Linked DNA regions of Rattus norvegicus: regions 1 and 3 are each linked to region 2. A link is a contact called in public Hi-C data. All regions are on one chromosome and are shown on one strand. Each heading gives the region's core, a stretch centred on a gene start, on an enhancer-like site or on the middle of the called end of the contact. The rest is flanking DNA. Distances are from core to core; before and after follow the strand shown. Region 1 overlaps Marchf3 (membrane associated ring-CH-type finger 3). Region 2 has its middle 42 kb from the start of Lmnb1. Region 3 holds the start of Marchf3 (membrane associated ring-CH-type finger 3).

The links. A called contact is a pair of places that touch in the nucleus more often than the background predicts.
Region 1: a contact with region 2 is called in a Hi-C map of the A7r5 cell line, with 2.6 times the contacts expected there. The contact joins two enhancer-like sites. A contact is called at or near these places in 3 of 12 Hi-C or Micro-C datasets (the A7r5 cell line, the Rat2 cell line and mammary epithelial cells).
Region 3: a contact with region 2 is called in a Hi-C map of liver, with 3 times the contacts expected there. The contact joins the promoter of Marchf3 here to the enhancer-like site in region 2. A contact is called at or near these places in 8 of 12 Hi-C or Micro-C datasets (the Rat2 cell line, Schwann cells, frontal cortex and 4 more) and 1 of 1 datasets of contacts at active chromatin or transcription factors (oligodendrocytes).

Annotation. Positions count from the first base shown.
Region 1 is chr18:52,560,724-52,564,152 of GRCr8, forward strand. All of the region lies in intron 1 of Marchf3 (membrane associated ring-CH-type finger 3), which reads right to left. It also overlaps the pseudogene LOC134483030. Among named protein-coding and RNA genes, the nearest start is that of Marchf3, 25 kb to the right of the region's middle. Within about 2 kb of position 1,323, at least 14 of the 93 cell types and tissues checked have an H3K27ac peak or open chromatin away from gene starts, as enhancers often do. A contact at or near this core is called in the A7r5 cell line, where this site is marked.
Region 2 is chr18:52,414,164-52,417,976 of GRCr8, forward strand. No RefSeq gene overlaps it. Among named protein-coding and RNA genes, the nearest start is that of Lmnb1, 42 kb to the left of the region's middle. Within about 2 kb of position 1,943, at least 46 of the 93 cell types and tissues checked have an H3K27ac peak or open chromatin away from gene starts, as enhancers often do. A contact at or near this core is called in the A7r5 cell line and liver, where this site is marked.
Region 3 is chr18:52,585,624-52,589,449 of GRCr8, forward strand. Marchf3 (membrane associated ring-CH-type finger 3) reads right to left here and starts at 1,674. Exons shown (of 5, transcript NM_001007759.1): 1 at 1,490-1,674.

The sequences.
Region 1 (3,429 bases), core at 73-2,572, 150 kb after region 2:
CTAGGCTTCCCCACCCTCAAATGCCTGCTCTCATCCACTGCTTCTCCCTGAGAGGAGAAACAACTTTAGGGCCTGAAGTGGAATGACAGATCAGATCTAATCCACAGAGTCCGTTGGTCTGGGTGACTAAGTAATTCAGTCAATGAGTTAGAGGTCAACTGAGCCAAAGGCTCTCAGATCTCTCCATACTTCTAAATGCTCAGATAAATGTAATGGGCCCACACAGATCTCACACAGAAAGGAGGAGCAGGAAGGATGAAAGAGAAGCAGATGCTTCTGAGCCCATTCACTTGACAGGATCACCGAAGCAGAGACCTTTGGAATCCCTTCACTAACAGGGCAGAACACAGGCATTTATAACCATCTATGAGTAAACGAGGTACTGTACTGACTCATGTCCACAAGTTGACCTCTTAAAAAGCCCTACGGTGTTTCTAATTCTATCTCAATTAAAAACACTTAAAAATAAAGTCAACCCTCTTATAAAAATGCTAATGATACATGTTCATAATCGAAAATATTAAAACAAGAAAGTACTGGTTATCCAAAAAAAAAAAGTCCCTACTGACCTAACTAGAGGCCTTTTGATATTGTTTGAGAAGGAAAGTAGAAATTTTGGCAATTCGGTGTTATTCATAATGGGTTAGAAAGATGATGCTCCTTCCTGTTCAGATATTCTAAAGTCTTCAGACATAAATTATATATACACCTGAACTTTACAGCTGTGCATAAAGCACTACAACTTAATATGGCTTGAATTGCACTCACAAAACCTGTCTCTCCCACCATACCACCATCTGACTAATTGCTCAGGCCTAAAACTTGGGGGCCATCTTTCTTTCTATTCTTCACACCACATCTCCAACTTATTACTAGGTCTCGTCTGTTCTGCTACACTGAAGTAATTGTTCTTCATCCCTGCTGCTAGTACCTTGCCCAAACCAGCCTCTAGTCTTACCTGAACTCGAGTTTTACCGTGTTGGCTGCTTTGCTTCCATTTCTCGTCACTGTATGATCTATTAGTGCCCAGGAAAATACAAATAGATCCTGGTGGATTTGGTCCCAGCAATATGGCACTAAGTATGTATACATGGGGATGAGGGACATTTGGGTGTATTAGACTGAGAGCTCTCACACCACCACTGCACTCTGGAAAAGCAAGAATGACTCCTTTTATACAGTACTCAAGGAAAACAGCTGTAATCATTTGGATGTATGCCACTTCCAACACTCCAAAAAGCACACTGCACATAGTGACACATTCCTAAGGATTTAGAGTGGGAAACGGGAAGACTGAGGAGGAGCTGGACGGACTTTTGGAAGAATGACATGGCTCATAAGGATTTAAAGAATGAAGCTGGGAAACTACGCCAGCTACCAGGAAGATGTTAACTCTGTGGCGAGTGATGAAACTGGTTAAGAATTCCAGCCATACCACGTGGTCTTTAGGGGAAAAGATCTTGCATTATCTCAGCCCTAATAACACTTGTCTGCTGATTACCAGAAGACTCAGCAATAGCGACGAGAGTTATATTTAAATGCTTGCTTTCAAGTTCCTTCCTCACCGCTTAAGCCTGGCCTCCATACAACTGGCATAGTTTGTGACCATGAAAAGCAGACCTACCTATCTCTGCTCTTGGTGGTTCTCTCGTTGAAAGAAGTATGATGATCCTTACATTCACACAGGCAAAGAAACTCATGTGCAAAAGAGAGGGGCATAGAGAAGGGCAGCGATTTCACTAGCTCCAAACTGCAGCCAGTTGTTACTGTGGTTGGTCAGGGTTTGTTGTCTGCAGTGAATGTAAAGACGATTAGTTATTCCACATCCCACTACTGCAAGGGCTTGGAGAGGGAACTGTTAAGAAACCATTTTCCAAGCCCGGACAACTTTGCCTCAGGTGAAACAGCATCATTCAGTTGTTCAGCGATGGCTGGGACCATCTCCCTGTGGTATGCATGCTTCACCTACCCAGAATCCCGTGGCTACTTACACCTCCCCATCCATTTTCCCCCAGGCTGGGTGAGCTTTTTTCTAAAATCCAGTTTGTAAATCAGACATAATCAGGAGCGTAGGACGAAATTAACTTCCACTAGTCCCATGTTTGGCTGTTGCTACAATGGAGTGTGCTGGAAGAAACTCTGCCTGGAGGGAGCAATCAATAATCAGAGTAGAGAAGAGAACAGAACAATGAGTGCAAGTCTCTCAGGGTGGAGTAACTGGGGAGTAGAGCTCCCATCTTGTTTAGCTCTTTAGCCTTGGAACCTAGCAGGTGCCTTATGTTCACAAAACGCTTGTTGAATTGAAGGGACAATTGGAATAAAAGGAAAAAAAAAACCAGTCCCTGAGAGGAAAGGTTGGTGACTGGGGTGGGAATCTAGAAAAATAAATAGTTGGGGCAACTGGAGACATAAACAAATCGTAGTAGCAGAGGAGTGGAGGGCAAATATGACAACTATTTACAAACAATGGATGGAGAATTGAATGTCAAAGGAAGATCCAACAAAAACATTACATTTATACACATTTTCACTAACATAACATGTGACATTTACACACACACACACACACACACACACACACACACACACACACACACACACGCATATAAATGCAGTAAATACCACTGGGAAGTTAGCATTTGTTGTTAAGATGAAGGGGCAGAGGGCTCTTGGAGTTGCTCATGCTGGCTTTAGCCATTGCCCACAGGAAGCTGGCTTGCAGCTATTAAGGGTCAACAACAATTGGAGGGGCACTCATGGCGGGGGCAGGGGGAGGCATGGCCACCAGTAAGGCCCTCAATTCTAGTCTCTGTTCCACAGACATGTCACGGGCACTCTCTTCTTACTTAAGCTGTGGGAGATTCCTTCTGGTTCAGCTTCCTAATATAAGCTCAAACGTACCTGAGGACCCACCTTATTTTTACCATCTATATATAGCATTGTGTATCTGCTCTCTATAAATAGGTTGCCAAGCTGCACTGTTCCTTTTGCAAACATTAAGCAGAAACAGTCCTAACACAGATCAATAATGTTTGCCCATTTCCCCATGCTGCTCTGCTTATTTTTAGCCCCTATGCAGAGCCCAATATTTATAGGAAAAACTTCAAATACTTCATATCACCTTCAGGAGTACTACCAACTGATGACCAGGGCAGCAAGAAAAAAATTAATTTACTTTAATCTTGTCATGTCTTTAAAAAATAGTAATAAATTCGGACTCCATAGGCATTTGTTCTACTATCTTATCACATGGATTTAGGCCTTTGGGGAAGAAGTCCGTGAAGCTTATAAAATTCTATACTTATTTTAGGGCTCCTTGTGTTCCTCCATCTGCCAATTTATCTGAGGTTCGGTTCTTTATCCACAGGCTCATAATGCAAAGAGGAAGCTCTGACTTGCTCGGAAATAGGAAGGAGTGTGACCCTCAGC
Region 2 (3,813 bases), core at 693-3,192:
AAAATGATAACTTCTCAACACAGATTTATCCAACAAATGCCAACAGGAAGGCGGCTGTGTGTGCCTGTGAAGTACTTGCCACAAGAGGGGGTTTGTGTCCTCGAAGTAAACCTGAGGTTCTTTACCACCAGATTAATTATGCTATAAAATCCAACACTTCAGGCATTAAGGGGGAATCTGGTAAAATTTACAGTAAAAATCCAGGATTCAATTAACCAAAGTAGTTCGGAGCTTCTGGCCATTTCCAGGGATTGGCTGCTGTGAGCCTGTCCTGAGGACTTCGGGCCTGAGGCCGCCCTGCTTACACCTCCCATCGGTGGAGGCCAGGCAAGGACACACACGGACACACTTTAAAATGACCCTTCTGGTAACAAGCGAGATTCATCTGCTCCCTGCTTCGTCTGCTGTCTGTTTTGACCTGCATTTTTAGCCTGACTTGGGTCTCATCTCATTTCGTGTAAGATAATTCTGCATGTTCTTGTTGGAAACCCTGTCACCTTTGTTCACTGTCCTCCAGTCGAGCATTTCCAGATGACACTGAACCTCTCCTTTCATGTATTAAGATTTCTCTGTGCTGGATTCTTAGTGAGTCCTTCATATTTACCTCACTGATTCTGTTCTTCCTCCCACCTTGGCGTTTATCCAAGCCATCGCATTCCTGATTTCATTGGCTTCATTTCTGAAGTTGCCTTTGATTCTCTTGGAGAGGGAGGAGTGGAAGGGGGCGGGGGAGAGGGTGTGTAAGAAAGAGAACAACCTTGGGCATCCTTCCTCTGGAGCTTATTTTGAGACAGGATCTCTCCTTGGGACCTGACCTGGCCCGAGAGTTCCCGGTATCCTCCTCCCTCCCCACCAGCACTGGGGGTCTAAGCGTGCATCATCATGTCCAGTTTTGTGTGTAGGTGCTGGGGGTCGAACTTGGGTTCTTGTGCAAGGCAGGGCCTTAGTCCCCTCCTCCTTTTTAAAAGAGCATTTCTCACATTATTCATTTAATTCTTTCAGTCATCGATTTTATGGTTTTAGTAATTCTGCTATATTGAGTTTTGGGGTACTTATTTTTTATTTTTTTTTTTTTTTGGTTCTTTTTTTCGGAGCTGGGGACCGAACCCAGGGCCTTGTGCTTCCTAGGTAAGCACTCTACCACTGAGCTAAATCCCCAGCCCCTGGGGTACTTATTTTTAAGTTATAGGTACATTAGTTGACTTCCTAATATTAGATGGTTTGCCTCTTGGTTTAGGTTTGTAAACACCTTTTAGGCAGTAATGACTGTTTTGTTAGAAATCCTAGTTTTCTCTTGATGATATTAGACCTGCGCCATATTCCTGACTACACCCTAGCTGCTTCTGTTTAATCTTAGAGTGGGAGGGAGGGCTTGTCCACGACAGTTTGTCATACGTCTCTGTGCATAGATACACATAAGCCTATTTTCGAGGTGTGAATATCCTAAGTCTTGTGCCTATTGACTTAGGCACCACTCTCAGGTTGAAGCTTAGCACCTCACATGTGGGAACTTGTGCTTCAGAAGGCTCTGTGTGAGGGGCGTCAGTGGTCCAGTGTTAGGAGTCCCTGAAGCAAGGGTTTGATATTTTCGCAGCAAAGCCTAGAATTCTGACTGGCGCTGTCCTGCCGCCCGAAGCAACAGTATCAATGGAGGTGTGATTTATTAGAATTCTCCTAGTTTTGTTTGTCTGCCTTCTGAAAGGATGATCAGCCAAATTGAATGAGATAGGAAACTTTTTAGGGAAAATAGGAAAATTTAGAGAAGCCATATTCACATTGTTGGAGGATCAGAGTTCCACTTTAAAGTGTGTGGAAGGGACAGCAAATTGACGGGAGTGTGGTTCTGGGAAGAGAAGCTGGGCTGGCTGGATCAGAGAATGGAAGGAACACAGAGGAGTCAGCGTTGCCAGTTCGCCCTGGAGACCTGCTCAGGCCCAGGGTGTGAAGTCCGCCCACTTGCGACCTCCTCACTTCCACAGTGATGCTTTCTCTTTCACTTTCAGCTGCTCAGTAAATCTCGTCCTTGGCTGACTTTCCTCCAGAGACAAAGTGCACCTCCATTTCAGGAGACAGCCTGCCCAGTAGCTTAATGACTTTATACAATAAAGCACAGATTCACCCAGATTTATATGCAAGGGTTTCCTCCACCAGTCTGGCTGCTCGGCCTCCCTGCCAGCCAGCCACATTGTAGCATTCTGCTGGCTTCTCAGGCCTGCTTTGGTGAGTCCTCTGTGAGCTCAGGTTGGATCTTAAAGAGTCCCCCTCATTTGCATGCTACTTTAAACAAATCGGTTTTGGGTTGGGGATTTAGCTCAGCGGTAGAGCGCTTGCCTATCGAGCGCAAGGCCCTGGGTTCGATCCCCAGCTCTGAAAAAAAAACAAAAACAAAAACAAAAACAAAAAAATCCCCCAAAAATCGGTTTTGCTTTCAGAGGGAGGTGCTGAGCTCCCACCCACGTGGCAGAAAGGAAAACTCATTCCCCAAAGCTGTCTGACCTGCACACACTTGCCTGGTGTGTGAGGGCACAAACAAAAGTGATTACAGTAAGCACACAACTTTGGAGGCACACTGGACGACTTAACTTCTTCAGCTCCTGTGGTCTCCCTGGTTCCCTGCCATCCTGCATGAGTCAGCCTTTGGGGAGACCTCACTGCCCTGACAGGATAGATGTGCCCGTAACTGGTTTTTTCTCAGTCTGACTCAACCTCGGCAAGTATTTCCCAAAAGGTCTGGGGTTGGTTGGTTTTGTGTTTCTGGAGTTCAGGTTTCACTATGTAACCCAGGCCACTGGAAACTTATTTCCTGTCTCCCTTTCCCGGTTGGGGGGGTGTCACGCCATGCACTCCACCCCCACCCCCACCGCCCCCACCGCCCACCACACACACACCAGCTTGACTGGTGTGATTTGGCCTGAGAAATACACATGCGTCTCTACTCAGCCCCCATGCAGTCCTGTGACCCAAGTCTGGTCACAGCGTGTGGTGTACACACGACCACACTGTTGACTTTCTAGCTTAGTGGCTGGCACTGCTCTCCAGATAACTGATTATCCAGTTCCCAAACTGGAGGCCAGCTCTGACTTCCCTCCACCTGAGCCAGGGAGCCTCCTGGCTCGCACTGCCAGTACCAGCACCAGGTTTGTTGATTTAGAACCTGCCCCGCCCCAGCCCCACCAGTTTCCCAAACCCTTTTTCTAGAAGCTGGGGCCAAAAATTTTCTGCCAGCTATTTTTTCATAGGACAAGTTAGACCGTTTCTCCTTAAGCTTTTGTCCTGGGGGTGGAGGGGGAGAATTGGATTTGACCCTGGGGTTGGGGTGGAGTGATGGTCAGATAGCCACACTCCAGAACATTCATTTTTCATCCTAAAAGGAACAGGGGCCTGGGCTCCACCCTGAGAAGCTGCCATGGAGTCGACAGGAAAGGTGCCAGTGGCAGTCCTGGAAGGGGCTTTTCTGTGGAGAAGGTGGCCAAGGGCGTCAGGATGACCCTACCCCAGAAGTCCTGAGAACCCTGAGGCAGGGCTTGGGTTTGTCTTGCAGCTGGAGGTCCACTTGCAGCACAGAGTCCTGAAGCCTGGTTCTCACAAGGGGTTGGGGGGACAGAAAAGCAACCCAGGATGCTTTTAAGGGTAAAGATTGGGGAGGGGGCACATTTGAATGCTGTCATTGTCTTACCACATGCACCTGCGTAGATGTTGTCCCTACCTCATTAGCTAACGGGATTCCTGTTTTGTACTGAATGGACCCAAAAGGTGTCATTGTTACCTCAGCACTCACAGAGAGGATTTGGCTTGGGAACTACCAGAGAAAGC
Region 3 (3,826 bases), core at 424-2,923, 170 kb after region 2:
TCCCCCTTCTAAGAGGCACCATTCCCTGCATCTCCCTCATTAAAACTGTAAGTTCCGGCCAAAATAATAGATGAAAATAGAAGTCAAGCGAAAGGCTTTGTTTGTAGCGGGTTGTTTTCCTAAGGGTTGCCCCCTACCCACTATCCACCCCAGTGTTCTGGCTGAAGTGTACATGCTATGTTTTAACAGATGGGCTGGCTGGCGGCGGCGGCTGGGCTGTAAAACAGGAACGCAGAATCTGTACTGAGTGGTATTGAACTGAGTGCTCGTAAAGTTCACGGACATATACTGACCCAGACAGACCAGACTAGATTCAGATATGCTTACACATACAGGATTAGATACCTTATAGCTAAGAGGGTTCATCTCTACAATCCAGAGGAAGTTCAAGGCTGAGTTAATCCTCTATATATTTCTACCTCACGCCCCTATCAGTCCCACACATAGACACACACACCCTCAGATATATTCGCTTGTACATCCGCAGCTACTATAAAAAAAATCAACGTTTTATATATTTTGAAAGACAGAACTATTCCCAACACCAGAGCTAACTCTCCATAGTCTTCTTAATAGGCTCTCACTCATATCAAATAAGAATGGCAAGACAATATTGCACTGAATTCTATTTAGTCCATACAGAATATAAGCTGCATGCAACTGCACTCAGAAAAATCAAGCTGCATTTATTACGAGAGGAAAGAGGAAAGGGAGGGTGTGTGTGTGTGGGGGGGATGTAACCCACGCTTAGCCACAAAGTGTCAGGTCTAACCTTGAATCCTCAGTTGTCAGTTCTTGCTACAACTTCATCACTTAAAAAACACGCAGGTGCTTTAAGGAACACCACCAAACCAGGCTGAGAACACCCAGCCTGGTGTTCGCCTCTAGGCTCCCTGCTGGTCCTAACCAAGTTCCTCAGACACACCTGGTGGCAGATGCGGAGATCTGAGCAACCCAGGAAGAGGGGCGCACATTCAAAGGCTGACAGGAAGCAATTACTTCCCAAAGTTTAGCGTTCAGCACCGCTGTCATTTTCGTCGGATCAGCAAGAGTACGGAAGAGGCCTGCTACTGTCCCCAGCGGGTCCCTCCAGTTCTCAGTCGGAACGCGACCAGCGCTTGCTGCGCACGCCGGCTCGGGCGCCGGTTAATGTTTAGGAACCACTCGCAGCCATCTAGGAACTGCTGTGCGCGCACCGAGGTGTCCCCGCGCGTCGTGTCGCCGCCGCAGAGGGGCAGGGGCGCGTCTGGGACTTAAGGGTGGCAACCACCAACGCCAAGTCGGTTCCGACGCATAGTCACGTTCTGGGCCGAGTTGGGATGCTTTGAAAATGAGAAGTTCGGGAGCCCGGACGCTGACAGAGAGTAAGTGTCCCCTGCCTTGCCTTGCCCTCCCACAGCCCCACGCTCCCACCCACCAGCACCAAGGCGGTCTTCGGCTCTCTGGCAACACGGCGCAGGGGAGCCGCTTTCACGGCGCGGCCACTCACCCTCCTGGCCCAGTCCAGACGCCAAATCCACGCCCCTGCTGCAGATCCTCAGTCCCAAGTTGCCCGGAACCGCCGGCTGCTCTTGCCCCGCCGGACCTGGGCGCATTGGCTTTACTGGGCACCTGACGGGGATCGCCGCAAGCTCGGCGGTCGCCTGGCTCAGCAGTCGCCCAGAGCGCGCTGACAATATACGGACCCGCTCAGCGAATGAGGCGGAACACCGCGCAGAGCTGACTAGGCTCCGAAGGGGGCGGAGCCCTGGGGCGGGGCCAGTCTTGAGCCAGCCCCTATAAGGCGGGGCGGCTACTAGTGTTTGACTGGCGGAGGCCATAGCCAATAGTCAGGGCACCAGGATCCTTGGAGGCTGTGGGAGGTGCATAGCGCGTCGTCCTGCCCCCTACTCGGTGTCCAATCGCTTGCTGGTGAGCGTTGGCCCGGAGACGCTCTAGCTGCCCGCAAGTTGGCAGTTGTGAAGTGCGGTGGCGGCGGCGGCGGCGGTGGCGTCTGGCAGCTCCTGCGTGGTCTGATGCAGTGGGACCCGAACGCCCCGGGAACGAGGCTGCGACCAGGAAAGGCTCTTGCTGACAGACTGTAGGAGTTCCCAGAGCCGTCGCGAGTGGGCACGCTGTGGAGAGCAACACTCGTACCTCATACCAATAGGAAGCGAGGAACTTGGCCCCAAAGGCGCCCCAGCCACCGGAGGATTCTGAGTACTCACACAGTCTGCGTCTCAAGGGTCCAACTACACTGGAAACGGTTCTAAGCTCGATTTGGCGGTTGTCTTTGAAACAAGAACTCTGGCTCAGCCAACCTCCGGGAAAGTACAAAGCAGGACTCTCCTTTTCCTTCCACAAGGTTAGGGACCTTTAGCAAAAGCCTTCTCATGCCCAAAGGCGTCCCATGCACTTCCCATCCGCCACAGTGGGTTCTGTGGCTGTCTGCTTGGTCCTCCAGGAATATCGAGAAGCCAAAACTATCCGTCTTCTTGGACAGAAAACCGCAGAGCAGGCCAGATCCGTCGGACTCTCCATTTCCCTCTCTCCCCTTTGGAAAACCTTGATTAGGATGAAGGCATGAAGCGGCTCATAGCTGGTAGTTAGGAGTGCACTGGGAGCCTTTAGACCACTGTTGGCTTTCCCCTGCTTCATTCAGTCTTGCCAGAATAGTCTTTTTAGTCAGGTTTTAAGACTACACCACACACACACACACACACACATACACACACACACACACACACACACACACACACACACGCACACGAATCAAAGAGTATTGCTGTCTAACTAAGGCTTAGAATATGAGCATGTCCTAGACTGTCTTCTTAGGGTAGGCAGATCCAATCTGTGCCTAGACCTGTACTTGTTGTGCATCCAACTTGTATTAACAGGAATGCACAACAGTATAGGAAAGGGGCCAAACTTCCTGATGGTCTGCCACTCACGTGTCCCCCACCTCCACACTCTTGCTTCCAATCCAGGCACTTCAGATCACTGTCTCAGCTCTGAGAAACTCTAAGGAACTACGTAGTCTTTCAGTACAGATGACTATTCATGTGTGAGAGAGCTGCAGGTATAATTTCAATGGCCATCTGGCTTCCACAACTTTCTCCTTTATAGCTCATGTCTCAGGAGAAGCCTCTGATGAGGTCACCAGGGAGAAGGAAGGTAAAAGGCCAGCTTTCATCTGGCAAGGAATGAAACAGCACCAGTAGCTGAGAAAGCTGCAACTCTTAGGTGAGCTCTGGCATGGGTTTGGTTTAACTCTGTGGAAAGAGGTCCATAGGCCTCTTGTTGTCAGAAGGGGAAAAATGGGACCCATATAGCCCTTAACAAGCTGTAAAAATTAGTAATGTCAAACCTGCACATTAAGTTCTGTCTTGCTTACTGAACCAAAAGACTGGTACAGATAAGAAAGATTCAATTCCAACAATCACTTGAAGCTGTGGAGTGACTAAGGGGAACGGCTTTGCCTACAAAAATTTAGAGGTAGATAAAGCGAAGAGAACATATGAATCTCTGTTCATGCTGGGACGGAGTGGGACTGGGGTGAGGACAGGTCTGGAGGAATCAGAGAAGGAGGTTCGGAAGACTACTCCTGGTTCTAGTGGTACATCAGTCAGATTTCCTCCCTGAGACAAAATACCCAAGGAAGTGTTGTCCTGGCTTACAGTTAGAGTTCATGGTCTCTTGACCTCTTCGGGCCGATGGCAGCATGGTGCTTCATGGTGGAAGCCCTAGGTAGAACACCACTGCACACTTCAATGGTAACCAAGTATAGGGGGCCTGGCAGAGAAGGGAGACGGATGGAAACACTGCAGTGTCCTTTCAGTGGGCCCTA